Regions from separate parts of the Callithrix jacchus genome. Here region 2 is linked to region 1. The links are chromatin contacts, called in public Hi-C maps. All regions are on one chromosome and are shown on one strand. The core of a region is the stretch at or near the end of the contact, and the rest is flanking DNA. Distances in the headings are between cores, read along the strand shown.

Evidence for each region. A called contact is a pair of places that touch in the nucleus more often than the background predicts.
Region 2: a Hi-C map of skeletal muscle shows a contact between it and region 1, with 7 times the contacts expected there. The contact joins two enhancer-like sites. A contact is called at or near these places in 2 of 3 Hi-C or Micro-C datasets (both in skeletal muscle).

What each region holds. Positions count from the first base shown.
Region 1 is chr3:169,928,436-169,934,971 of calJac240_pri, reverse strand. All of the region lies in intron 3 of PPARGC1A (PPARG coactivator 1 alpha), which reads right to left. Among named protein-coding and RNA genes, the nearest start is that of PPARGC1A, 550 kb to the right of the region's middle. Within about 2 kb of position 2,516, at least 4 of the 16 cell types and tissues checked have an H3K27ac peak or open chromatin away from gene starts, as enhancers often do. A contact at or near this core is called in skeletal muscle, where this site is marked.
Region 2 is chr3:170,495,291-170,501,826 of calJac240_pri, reverse strand. It overlaps LOC108590988 (a long non-coding RNA gene), which reads right to left. Exons shown (of 4, transcript XR_001910756.5): 3 at 3,017-6,536; 4 at 1,117-1,231. Among named protein-coding and RNA genes, the nearest start is that of GBA3, 700 kb to the left of the region's middle. Within about 2 kb of position 4,241, at least 2 of the 16 cell types and tissues checked have an H3K27ac peak or open chromatin away from gene starts, as enhancers often do. A contact at or near this core is called in skeletal muscle, where this site is marked.

The DNA.
Region 1 (6,536 bases), core at 1,267-3,766:
CATTTGGCCTAGCAATCCCATTACTGGGTATATGCCCAAAGGACTATAAATCATTCCATTATAAAGATACATGCACACATATGTTCATTGCGGCACTACTCCCAATAGCAAAGATATGGTATCCACCCAAATGCCCATCAATGATAGACTGGATAAAGAAAATGTGGTACATATACACCATGGAATACTAGGCAGCCATAAAAAGGAACAACATCATGTCCTTTGCATGGACATGGATGGAGCTGGAAGCCATTATCCTCAGCAAACTAACACAGGAACAGAAAACCAAACACTGCATGTTTTTGCTTATAAGTAGGATCCGAACAGTGAGAACACAGAAGGAGGGAAACAACACACACAGGGGCCTGCCAGGGGATGGGGTGGTGGGGAGGGAGAGCTTTGGGAAAAATTACAAATGCATGCTGGGCTTAATATCTAGGTGTTGGGTTGACAGGTGCAACAAACCACCATGGCACATGTTTACCTATGTAACAAATGTGCACATCCTGTACATGTACCCCTGGAACTGAAAATAAAAAAAAATAATAATAAATAAATAAATAAATAAAAGGAACTCTCCCAAACTGGATTAAATGTTAGGTCAACCCAGGGAGGTACACAGAACACCAATCTATAAAAGACGCTAAGGTATTCCTATAGACAAAATGAGACAGAGTGTGCCAGATGTGGTAGAACAAAAACTTGAATGAATTACTAGAGATGGAAAAATGAAGCCCCTGAGGATGTGCTCACATCTTAATAGATGATCCATCAACCACCATCTTAGGATGTAGGCCCAGTTAACCACAGACCTTTTACATGGTTGACCAGCACATGCAAGTTTGAAGCCAGAGCTGAATCGCTTGGAAAAATAAGAAGAATAAAGCTAGTGCTGTCTCCTGAGACCCTCCCACTGACACTTTGCTGGAAGTGGTGCAGGTCCCTCTGCAGTAGCTAAGTGTGAACACTGTTGAATGTCAATGACAGAAACCATGGCAGGCACTTCACTGAGAGGAAAAAGTGTGGCTCCCATTATGGGGAGTGGGGAAGGAAGACTGGCAATGGCTTTACCCTCAGTGGCAAAGGTTGAGGTGGCCCCAAGATTGAAATCATCCTGAAGGTGTTAACACTTCAAGTCTGTGTTCAAACTTGGCTGCCTTCTGCTGCAGAGGATTTGCCTACAAATAATAACAAGAATAATAACTAGAGTAATACCTGCCACCTTTTATTTCGCATTCACTGTGCCCTAGGCTAAGCCTTTATGAGGCTCTTCTCATTACATCTTTTTAACAACCCTATGAGGAGGGTATTATCCTTCCACTTTACAGCTGAGTGTTAACAGGGCCTAAACGTACCAAGGAAATCCTCAAAACATGGCTGATGTTTAACATCTCCAATAAGTTTGCACACCCCATTGTTTGTCACCCCGCCCCAGGGTACCACAGGGAACATATGTACATTTTAGCATCCTTGACAACTTTAGATGATATCATTGTAACTTTTACCTATTCTGTTTCATTTACCTTTAAGTCCCCAAATCAGGTTTGAAATTCCTTTGCACTCACACATAAAGAATTTTTATATTACTACCCATGGCTTTAAGCAGGAAAAAATCCCTCTCCACCATGTGAGTGACTCTTAACTTGATGTTCGGCGTAACAGCCCTCACATTGTGCCATTCCATGTATATACTCAAGGGCAGAAAATAAATAATAAATAGTAGCATTTCTTCTGTTTGCTTTGCACCATCCAAGATGTCAATCATAGTGTGGGGAGTAACGCCTTCTCCCCACTGACATTTAGGTGCAACGCTGAAGGACTATTTCTCCAGCTAGCACGTCAACGCAGTTCTCTAATATCTTAAAGATCAACCTTAATAACAACCATGATGGCAAAGGTATGGAATTTTATCAGTACAAGGTATAAAAAAAGAAAGGTTTTGAAATATGAACAACCTTATCATTGATTTCTTTTTTTTTTTTTAGGCCCAAAGAACATATACTGTTCAAGCTATGGGGACAAAAATAAATTGTTGCCAGAGGCTGCTCAAATAGAAACCAGTAGCACCTTTCCGGGTTCAATGTACTTTTTTGTTTCTTTTTCCTACCCAGACTCTCAAAGGGACAAACACAAGCAGGAAAGTGAACCTGGAAAGAAGGGGTTAATATAAGCTGCACAGTGCACTCAGTGATGCCTTAAATAATTGTCACATGTCCCCTATAATCTGTCCCATGCTGTCAGCACTGAGTTAGTCATAATAATATCAGATAAGAGCTGTTCAAAGTGACACACTAACCAACATGGGAGCCACATGACTTTCTGGCTTGGCTACTGCCCTTCAGCTGAACTTTGGCTTAGAACGCAAGGCTCCCAGAGGCACCCCGGCACATGCCGCCACGTGGAGTGTCCGGTGGCATTTTCCGTTGCTAGGGCCTCTGTTGTTTCACAGTCTGGTGAGGGGCAGCTGGGGCTCAGTGACAGGGAGTTGCCTGCTCACCCCACCTCTCAGGCCAGGGAAAGGGAACTGGCTGCTGTGGTGGCCGCTGCCTTTCTGAGCTTGTGCTGAGACTCCCTGTCCCCTCCACAGTTGATTAGTTTTGCAAATGTGTGTGTCACGCGTTATGCCAAGAGCCGCAGCAGGGAAACTCGGACCCCCAAAGGGAGTTTGTGCTGGAAGAGGTAGAGAAGGAATGTGACTCTTGGCTAAGAGGATACAAAGGCAAGGGCAGGAAGGAAGGAGGGGTAAAAAAAGGAAGGAAAGTGATTACCTCTGGGTGGAAGGTTACTTAGACTAGTTCTGTTTTATTTGTGCTTTTCTGCATCCCCCACCCCCCTACTTTTTTTTTTTTTTTTACCTCTAGTATATTTTAGATTTTTAATTTAAAAAGTTAAGGTATATATTTTTTAAAGGAGAATAAAGGAACAAAGCATAGTGAAAAAGAGGAAGAAAGGAAGGTGACCCATTCACTCACTGATTCATTCACAAAGCAGAGAGCAGAAAGGAAGCAAGAATCCAATGTCATCTGACATTGGATTTGAGAACATTTATTGGCAGTGTGCCTCTGGTGTACTTACCTAACACCTCTCTCTAAGCTTTATTATCCTCAGCAGTAAAATGGAGAAATAATACCTAATTTACAAGACTGCTGTGGGGATAAAAAGAGGTGATATATGCTAAGTGGCTAACAAGTGGTAGGTGTTCAATAAATAGTAGCTCATGGGAAGCCACAGAAGCTATGATGATCTTTGGAGTCAGAGGTACCCAGATCCAAAGTCTAACTCCAGCACTTACTATCATGTGACCTCAAGCAAGTCATTTCACCTTGCCGAACCTCAGTCTCCCATGTGCAAAATGGGGATAATGATACCCCACTGTCAGCGTTGTTAAAAGGAGTTACCGTTCATGCTCTACACTTAGCACAAAGTCAGGCAGTAGTTATACAGTAAATTGTAACAGGGGTTGCCATAGTGGTGGTGGTCATGGTAGCTAGGAATAGAAAGAAGGAAAATCCATTTAGTTATTCAACAAATGGAAATAGCAAGATATATAAGTAAAAGTAATAATCAGACAAAAAGGGAAGAGATAACTAAAAACCAAAGGTACCGATCAATAAAAATTGGAAGAGTCTAAAAGGACCCAAATTCATGAGAAGACAGAAAACAACAGAGAATGTTGTTAGTGGGACTAATCTTACCTCCCTTGGCTGGGAATTATCTAGTCCATCCTCCTTCTGCCTCCAGGGAGCTAATGCTATACTTCCATTTTACAGATGGAAGTGTAGACATCTCGAGTGACTTTTCCCAGATCACACTAGTTAAGTAGCATAGAAGGGGCCAAAGCTCAGGAGTGCCCCTAGTGTGCTCTTTTAGGAAAGGCATTGCTAAAACTACATGAAAGTAGAGAAACATTAACAACTAAACAAAAAAGCGACAAATGTCAGCAGAGAAAAATCATTGTTTACATTAGGGAAAATGGAAAAGAAAAAGTAATGTTTCTTTAAAAAATTAAAAAGTGGTATCTTAAAGAGAATTTTTTTTTAAAAAATGAGAAATAAAAAATTGTATTTACTAGAAAGGCATCTTATTGGAGATGAATCATAGAAGGTAGAATTTCATGGAGAACTTAAGCGGGAAGAATTCCAGTTGGAAGGAGGAAAGCAAGACTTTCCTTGCTCATGTACTCAAGTTTGATTCCTCAGGGTACTACATATTCTAAGATTTCTCTGACAAAATTCCGTAGCTATTTGCTCCGAAGGCAGAAGGCCAGGAACACATAGAGTCTAGGAATCAGTCTTGCTGTTCTAGGCTGCTAACATTAGACAGGTGCTTCAAGGAGAAGAAAGAACACTTGTGTTGGCCAGTTGGGCAGACTCTTCCCAACAAGTGGTGACTCTAGTGGGATACAAATCAGAAACCCCTAAAGGGAAAGTGAAGTGCAGTAGGCAGGAATTGGGGCCAGCCAATCTCTGGAGTCTCTTCCCAATTCTTCTGGTGCCAAAACGTCTGAAAGCTCTGTGATTTTTTTTTTAAGTAGGGGCCATTCCCTTTCCAGAAACCAGGCAGAGTGCTGGAACAGAAAACAACCACAAAGAATGAAGTCTACCTCTTTCTTTTGTTATTCAAGAACTGGGTGGAATGGGCCTCTCCCTAAAGCTCACCACCTTCCTTGCATTTTTCTCCTATGTAGAAAGCCCTCAGTTTGTTCTGAAGAATCGATAAAGTAAGCAAATCTATGGGATGCATGGTAAGTTATACTATTATTTTCACTTTGCTTCCAGGAGTATGTGTTTGCAACTTCCTCTTCCCTACCACACAAATAGTTCTTTTGGTGGACCAACTCTCAACCTCACCTCATACCAGCTGAAGGATTCTGAAACTTAAGCAAGAGAAACTCATGAGAAAATGGGTGACAGAGGAAACTGGAGAATGAAAAAAAGGGAAGAAACATGATTGAGTATTAAGGAAAATAGCCTACTGGCCCAGCATACTCTGAGAGGTTAGAAAGCATTTTATTTCAGACAGCTTTCTGGCTATCACCTGAAGTTTATGAGAGCTAGCCTTGCCTGTGCCATGTGTATAAATCATCTCTGCCCATTTATTAATAATCATAAGGCCTGATTTTATATAGAGTTCTTTAAAAGGAATTTTTATAGACATCACCTAATCATTCATATGCCACAGGGCATCAGCAGCTGCCAGCCACTCATCTGCCCATGTGAGCAAAGCTACTCTGTCTTGGGTTATGTAAATATGAGACCCACAGGCACCATGATTTCAGGGAAAGATGTAATGTGTCCTGTGTGTCTCCCAAAGTCCTTTCTTAGGCAGAACTGTCCACTTAGGAGAGGTGAAAATACTGGCATAGGGGCTAAGGAGATCCCTGAAAAGAAAAATGGAAAGGTTTCATTTGATATCCAAAGTTATTAGAATCCCTCTGTTAGAATGCTGTAGTCTCAACCAACGTCCCAAAGGAGCACCCACAAGAAAGGTAGGGAGGTTAAGTGGGTGGTGACACAGGGAAGGGTGGATTTGGCTGAGGTTGCAAACTTCCTAGGACCTGTTGCCCTGTCTTGGTATAATGCTATGAGGAGCACTAACCTAGCATGTGAGTGTGTGATGAAAGAAAGTGGCAACTTGGGGTCAAAACAAGGGGATCCATGTAGAGAGCTGCCTTAACAATGGCCCCTGCAGAGCAGAGGACCAGCCTTCCCTGTGCTATGCAGGATTAATGTTTAACAGCGACACCTTCTGGCAGAAAATGAAGTAGCACTGCTAGTAGACAGAATGGCATCCAACCTTTTCCCCCAAACATCCTGGTGGGGTTTTTGTTTTGTTTTGTTTTCAAGGCTGAGCTAACTGGGCTAAGACAACTTCTAGTTACTTGGAACAATTGGAATTGTAATCTGCGGAATGATGGAGAGACTTCACAAAGGAGATTTTGACCTCCTGCTAATAAGGGTGCCTGAGACTCTCTCTGATTGACTAATCAAAATACTAAGAGGCATAATTACATGCGTGGCCCATGCTGGTGAAGCTAATCATCTTGGTTGCATTTTCAAAAAACATTGAGCAAAACCTCTGAGCCACGTACTAAGATAAATGCAGATAAGTTATTATTAGTCTCAATTTCTTGATTAAGAAACTGAGGCTAATCTAGGTTTCAAGTGACTTGTCCAAGACCCCAGATCTAGGAAGTGAATAAGCAGGTTCTGTTTCCAATGGAGAGGATTTTAAGTAAACAAAAAACAATGGCCTCTGCCTTTCTCTCCTTTGGAACCAAGGTGGAATATCCCACCAGACCTTGTGGAATTGTCTCTGCATGTGAGCTGCACCCTTTCACAAAGCTTCACTGTCTTTTCCACTCCCTTACATGTACTTGGGCAGAAACCAAGCTCGAGGTTCTGCTCACATGCTTGTGGTTTGGCTCCCAGCTGGGGATCACATTCTCTGCTCCACAGGCAAAGCCAAAGATCCTTCTTGCAAAATACTACTGGTGTCCTGGTGCCACCTCCTGAAAGAGCTGCCCACAATACCCA
Region 2 (6,536 bases), core at 2,992-5,491, 570 kb before region 1:
CCTCTGGACTACAGAATGACAAATATTCAACCATGAGAATATTCATAACTTTTAAGTATAAAGAAAGGCTATTATTTCTACTTCTATCTCATATAGTTGGCATTGGCAACAAAATCCTTTGCTAATTGGCCCATGAAAGCAAGCCTAATAAATGAGGACATTTCTGTATGCTGGCCTGAAAGAGAGCATCATTCATGTTCAGTTATTTTTATACAAGGGAAAAATAGATTTTCCTACCATGTGACAGTTGGTCTATCCTTCATTTAAAATAATGAGAAAGACAACACAGAAACTATCTCCAGAGCCAAGTGCTGACTTATTGGCTTTGGCAACTCTTGAGTTCATGTGTACCTTGTCATGACAATAAAGTTATTTAAATTCAAATTGAATCAAATTGACAGACAGTAGGAGCTACTGGTAAACTGGAGCAAGTACATTTTTTATTTATAGGATTCAGCATAGTGTATTGTATTGGTATTTAATGAAGGCAAAAAACAATCCCCTAACTAAGAAACAACCTAGGACAGAACAGCAAATTGATCAGCAGTTGTCCACTCATCAGGATTTTACATAGAATGTAGTGTGAATGGTTCCTTGAAGGAGACAGTGCACAGGCACAGTGACTATTGTTATTGGGAAAAGAACCATCCTCCCCAAAATAAAACATTTGTGAACCTCCTGCCCAAATCTAGGGATTTTAAGGAAATGTCAATGGTCACACATGGATTTTCATTATTTTCCTATTTCTTTTTTTTGTAATATATTTTATTGAACTTTAGGTTCTGGGTACATATGCAGAACATGAAGGAGTGTTGTATAGGTACATACATGGCAATCTGGTTTGCTGTCTCCATCCCCGTCACCTATAGCTGGCATTTCTCCCCATGTTATCCCTCCCTAACTCCCTACCGCCCACTGTCCCTCCCCTATTCCCCCCCAACAGACCCCAGTGTGTGATGCTCCCCTCCTTGTGTCCATGTGTTCTCATTGTTCAACACCTACCTACGAGTGAGAACATGTGGTGTTTGATTATCTAATGATGAAATTCTGTTATTCTTTTTTCACACGTTTCATATTCAGTTACTTAAATTTACAACAAATTTGAACTCTTTTTTACTCTTTCAGTATTCAAACACATTTATTAAACATTCATCAGCACAATGGATTGATTATATGAGCAATCCCAATAGGAATGAGAGGACAGGCCCTTTGTCTTTCAAGAGGATACAACCTAAAAAGAGAAAGAGAATAAATTCTAAAATATTTTGTAAAGCCCATTATAAGCCACATAATACACACACACCATCACACAACATGTTTATAAATGATGTGAGGCTGTGGGGTTTCCTGGCATATTGGGCTGATTATTGATTAAGTTTGCTCAGAGCAAATTTTAAGTGAACTTTGAATGAAAGGGAAGAATTCATGACATTTACACGATTCTTTAAATCAAGAGTCAGTAAACTATGGTTAAAATCTGGCTTGCTGACTATTTTTGTAAGAGAAATTTTGCTGGATAATAGACATGTCCATTTGCTTATGTATTATCTACAGCTGCTTTCATGCAACAGTGGCAGAACTGAGCAGTTAAACCAGAGATGGTATTTCCTGCAAATCTGAAATAATTTACTATCTGGCAGTTTAAGAAAGAGTTTGCTGACCCTGCCTGAGAGGGGAGGGAGAAAAAAACAAGGGCAGAAGCAATGACTAGCAAGAAGTGATTATATTCCAATTGTAAAGTGATGGGGAGATGGATATGCATGTTTTTTATCTTAAATTATTTCTGAGACAAGGGTGGATATAGTTTAATATTAATATATAGCATGGTAATCATATAATTGTTGAAGCCTTGATTTCCTTATTTAAAAACTAGAAATGCTATCACCTACCAACAGATCTTTCAGAGAATTGCATGGGAGGGAAAGTCTTTTTCTCATGAAATGCGGCAGGGTTATTACCCTGGAGCTAACCTCTTCACTATCACTGAGTTGTGAATCATACGCTGTTCTTGCTGAAGCAGGGTCTACTTACATAAATATTTCCAACTTTTCTAAATGTTTCAGCACCTTCTTCTGAAGGAGGAACAAGATTGTCTTCTTTCATCATTCCTTAAGATTGTACTCTGGATTTCTCAATTTAGCTTAAGTGTGAACTAGAGTTTTAATCTGCGACGGTTTCATTGTGAATTTGAAAAAGAATATAAGAAATTTGACACTTCTTGAAATATGTCCTAAAACATCTTAGGACTTGTTGGGAATAAAAAATCATAATTTGAATATTCCTTTTTCTCAAAATTTCGAAAAAAAATATTTCTAGAGGACTACATTATCCACAAAAATATTCTAAGTACTCCCATGCTATAAAGTCCAGCTGTGAAACTAGTCCTACCTCATGTATAATGCACCAAAACCAAGCTGTGGAATTTAAAGTAATTTTAAGAATTATGAGTAGAGATGAACACATTTCCTTTTAAAGGTACTACTAAATTGAAGCTTATGCAAATATGCTATAGACATTTACATTCTTAAATTTCTAATCCTCCAACCCCTGCCTAGGATCTGAAATGTGCTTCGTGTTTCCAAGTACGTTCACATTATTGGTTTTATCCCATAATCTGATTTGGAAGACAGGGTGAAAGTAGTTATTCTTATTTTTTTCTGATTTAAAAACTGAGGCTCAGCTGGGGTAATGGGCCTATTCAAGATGCACATCAGAACTTCTGCTAATGCCCAGATCATTGGCAATACTTCAAAGGTCCTTGGAAAGGCACATTTTACATTGCATACAAACTGTTTTAAATGTCTAAGATTTAACTTTAAAATGAGGAATATATATCTGTATATGTATGTGTCTATACTCACATCTATTTAAACTATAAATGTAAATATCTATATATCTATATATAGACAGAGGTAGTCCACATCTATTGCATATTTATATGTATACCCTATGAAATAATGCCTTCATAAGAATTTTAAGTTTCTATCTACAGAAAGGTTGTGGAAATCACACTCACTCTCTATTATGCTGTTGATTATTGCTAAGTGTCCTTTAAGAGAAAAATTTGATGGCAGAGGTGGCCCATCTAGAGTGGCCACTGTGAAGACGTTGGCTGTGTTGGAAGAGGTACAGCTGGGACTCTGTGCTAACAGGAGCTGGGAACAGGAAGGAGTCCTGCCCCCTTCCGAGTTGGAGCTGGTAATCCCAAGTGTGTCCCAGTCTGGCTGAGTTGGGGGGGTTTTATGACCTATGAGGGAGGAAGTGCATGCTGATTGGTCCATGGGCAGCCATGGGTGGGCCTGGAAAAAGCAACCTCCCTGGGTGCAGCTGCAGTCACCCAGCCACAGCTGCAGACAGGGGCATCCCTGTGCTCTCGGGGCCCCAGGAAGCACTTCCCCCACTGCCCCAACAGGCTCAGAAGTGCCCTCTCCCACTATTAGCTTCTCACTGCTCCTAGCACCTGATTGAATTTTGGAGCAAAGATGAGGCCAAAACTGGGAGTCATTGCCACCTGGCCAGGTGTGCACACACTTGAGGTGGCGCTGACATGCCAGCTCCCTGCCACCTCGGCTTCCTCTGGACTTTGGACTGAGGAGTATGGGAAGGAGGCCAAGGGAACACTGAGGGCAGTTCAGCACAGGCCTGCAGATGCCCCTTGGCACAAACAGCCTGGGCACTGTGGAAGACAGGTAGGTGGTGGCAGGAGGCAGACAGGCACCTGCCCAGGTGCCTGATGCAGCCCAACCTTCAAGTAAGGGAAGGCCTGCAGCATGGGGACCAGGCTGTCAATTACAAATGGAGTCCTCAGACCAAAATAAGAACTTATGGTGTTTTTTCTGGGCTCACCTATGATTGCCCATGGGCCAATCAGCACACACTTCTTCTCTTCTGGGCCCATAAAACTCCCTGGACTCAGCCAGACTCCAACAGCTGTCAGGACTGCCAGTTGCAGGAAGGAGCTACCCATATCTGGTCTCCTCTCCACTGAGAGCTGGAGGCTCTTGGGGAAGACCTGCCTGCAGAAAATAGCTACCCACTACAGGTCTCCTGAGAGCTGTTCTGTCACCTCATGAAGCTCCTCTCCACTTTGCTCACCCTCCAGTTGTCCCACATAGTTAATTATTCCTGGATGAAGGACAATAACTTGGGACCTGCTGAATGTGTGACTGAAATAACTGACACAAACAAGGCTGAAACATGTACCCCTGCTTGCCATGTTGTGGGTAAAGAGAAGAAGAAAAGAACTAGAACAGCTGTGGCCCTTCAGGGAGCCAGGAACTAGGGGATCCCTGAGCCAGGGCTGTGACACCCTCTTTGGGGCTCTGTGGTTCCTGGCATCTCCAATCTTCTGGACATCATCACGTTCCCCTTGTCCAGATGCAGGTGTCTGCAGCAGAAGCCATGTGTGCTGCATCTGGTTCAGCAGTAGCCTTGCACAGAGCGGCACCCTGCTGGAACAGCTGACATGCCTGGCTGTGCACAGTGGCCAGATCCTGTGCTTGCTTGCCCACACACCCCTGCTGCTCCACGCCTGGCTTGCCCTTGGCAGATGGGGAATCAGGGCCAGTAATATGAGCTAAGCACAGCCTGCCGGACTGTGTGCGTGAGATGAGCCCAGTGGGCACAAGCAGTACTCAGGCAGAAGGTGTCACTGGCCACAGAAGTTTCCAGCTGGCAAAGCGACACCCCAAGGATCCCATGACAATTTCATGAATCATACTTATTTTCTTCCGTCACAGCAGCTGTAGGACTCAGTGCTTATGTTGGAGAAGGAAGCTACATTGTCCCTCAGTTCATGGAAATGTCAAGTCTAGAAGATGGAGGAGTTCCGTTAGTATCTCCAGAGACCCACAGCAAGTTACTTATGCTTTTATACACAGTGCATGATCACTGTCTCTTGCCAACTGGACACAATTTAAGCACCTTCTATGTGCCGCAGGGTAAACCTCTTCAGCAAGGAAGTCTACCCATAGGCACACACAGATGATACTTGTTTAGTTTTCCTGTGTTGGAAGGAACATTCACTATGCATAATGAGGGGTGTTGGATTAATGTGAGGTGTTTTCCAAAAGGGAAGGGATGTTCAGATGCTTGAAGAAACAAGGCACTGTGAAGGTGTAGTGAAAGTCATTTACTCACATTGATAAATTAATTGTTGTCATGGCTGTGAACACAGTCTGCAGAGTGCACATGGTGTGTGTGTGTGTGTGTGTATGTGTGGAATATACATGTGTATTTTAGGCACTGTTACTGCACTTATGTTTAATTTATAAGCCCAGTGAACAACACTACCTTGCCACAGATAAGCAGACAATCCTTCAAGTAGCCTTTTCTTTCCTCTTGGAGAGGAAGTCTCAAGTATGTGGATGTGTCTGTATGTAACCCCAAAACCCTCACTTTGTGTGCCAACTTCCCATTTCCATTAATTTTTGTTTTGTTTTATTTTTGAGATGGAGTCTCCCACTGTCACTGGGATTGGAGTGCAGTGGTGTGATCTTGGCTCACTGCAACCTCTGCCTCCTGAGTTCAAATGATTCTCCTGCCTCAGCCTTACAAGCAGCTAGGATTATAGGCACACAGCACCATGCCCAGCCATTTTTTTTTTTTTTTTTTTTTTTGTATTTTTGGTAGAGACGGGATTTCACCATGTTGGCCAGGCTGGTCTCAAACTCCTGACCTCATGATCTGCCCACTGCGGCCTCCTAAGTAGCTAGGATTACAGGCATGAGCCACAGCGCCTGATCTCGTTAATTTTTTATACTATTACTCTGGAATGCTCTGAATTGGAAACTAAGATGGACCAAATGAGAAGGTATCAATTTCATATTCAAGATAGTCTCACTTTAGAGACTTAGGGAATATGGGAGATACTCTTGTCTTAGTAAAAGAACATTTTGAAAGTACCTATTAAGAGGAATTTTATGGTCAAATTCCAAAACTAACTTAAAGATATATTTATGTCTTATTTCAGAAAAATCCATTTCTTTGATCAGCCTTCCGTGATGCTTATAATTTCCACTGTGAATATCATCATCCTTTTGGGTTTTAGTATTTTGTTTTAGAATGCCTCTAAGAATATGTATCATGTGCTAAGTCAGTATATTAAGTGTTGTGTCTTTGGGACTCTGTTTCTTATAGACACTGTTGAGTAAATTGGTGCATCTGAATAGTCTGTCCACTAAAGGAAATTGCACAGGGCAGGTAAGTTTTGATTCATAATAAGGACAATGCATTTATTCAATCACTCATTTATCCAAGCATTACCGGTTTCTTTGTTGAAAATGCTTTATTGATTTTTCACTCTGAAGGTTGAATGTTCACAGGAGATGCTAATCCTGGGTTTGGTGAAGGCAGTCACACCATAGTGTACCAGGCAAAGAGGAGCCTAAGTTTGCAGAACCAATATTCACAGTCAATACACCTCGTGAAAAGGGAAATTATGTTAGTCAGAGAATCAAGGTGAAGTTTATTCTACCTCTACCTTACCTCTGGGTGATCCTGACCACTGCCCACATCACTGGAGATCTAGGTGGCAG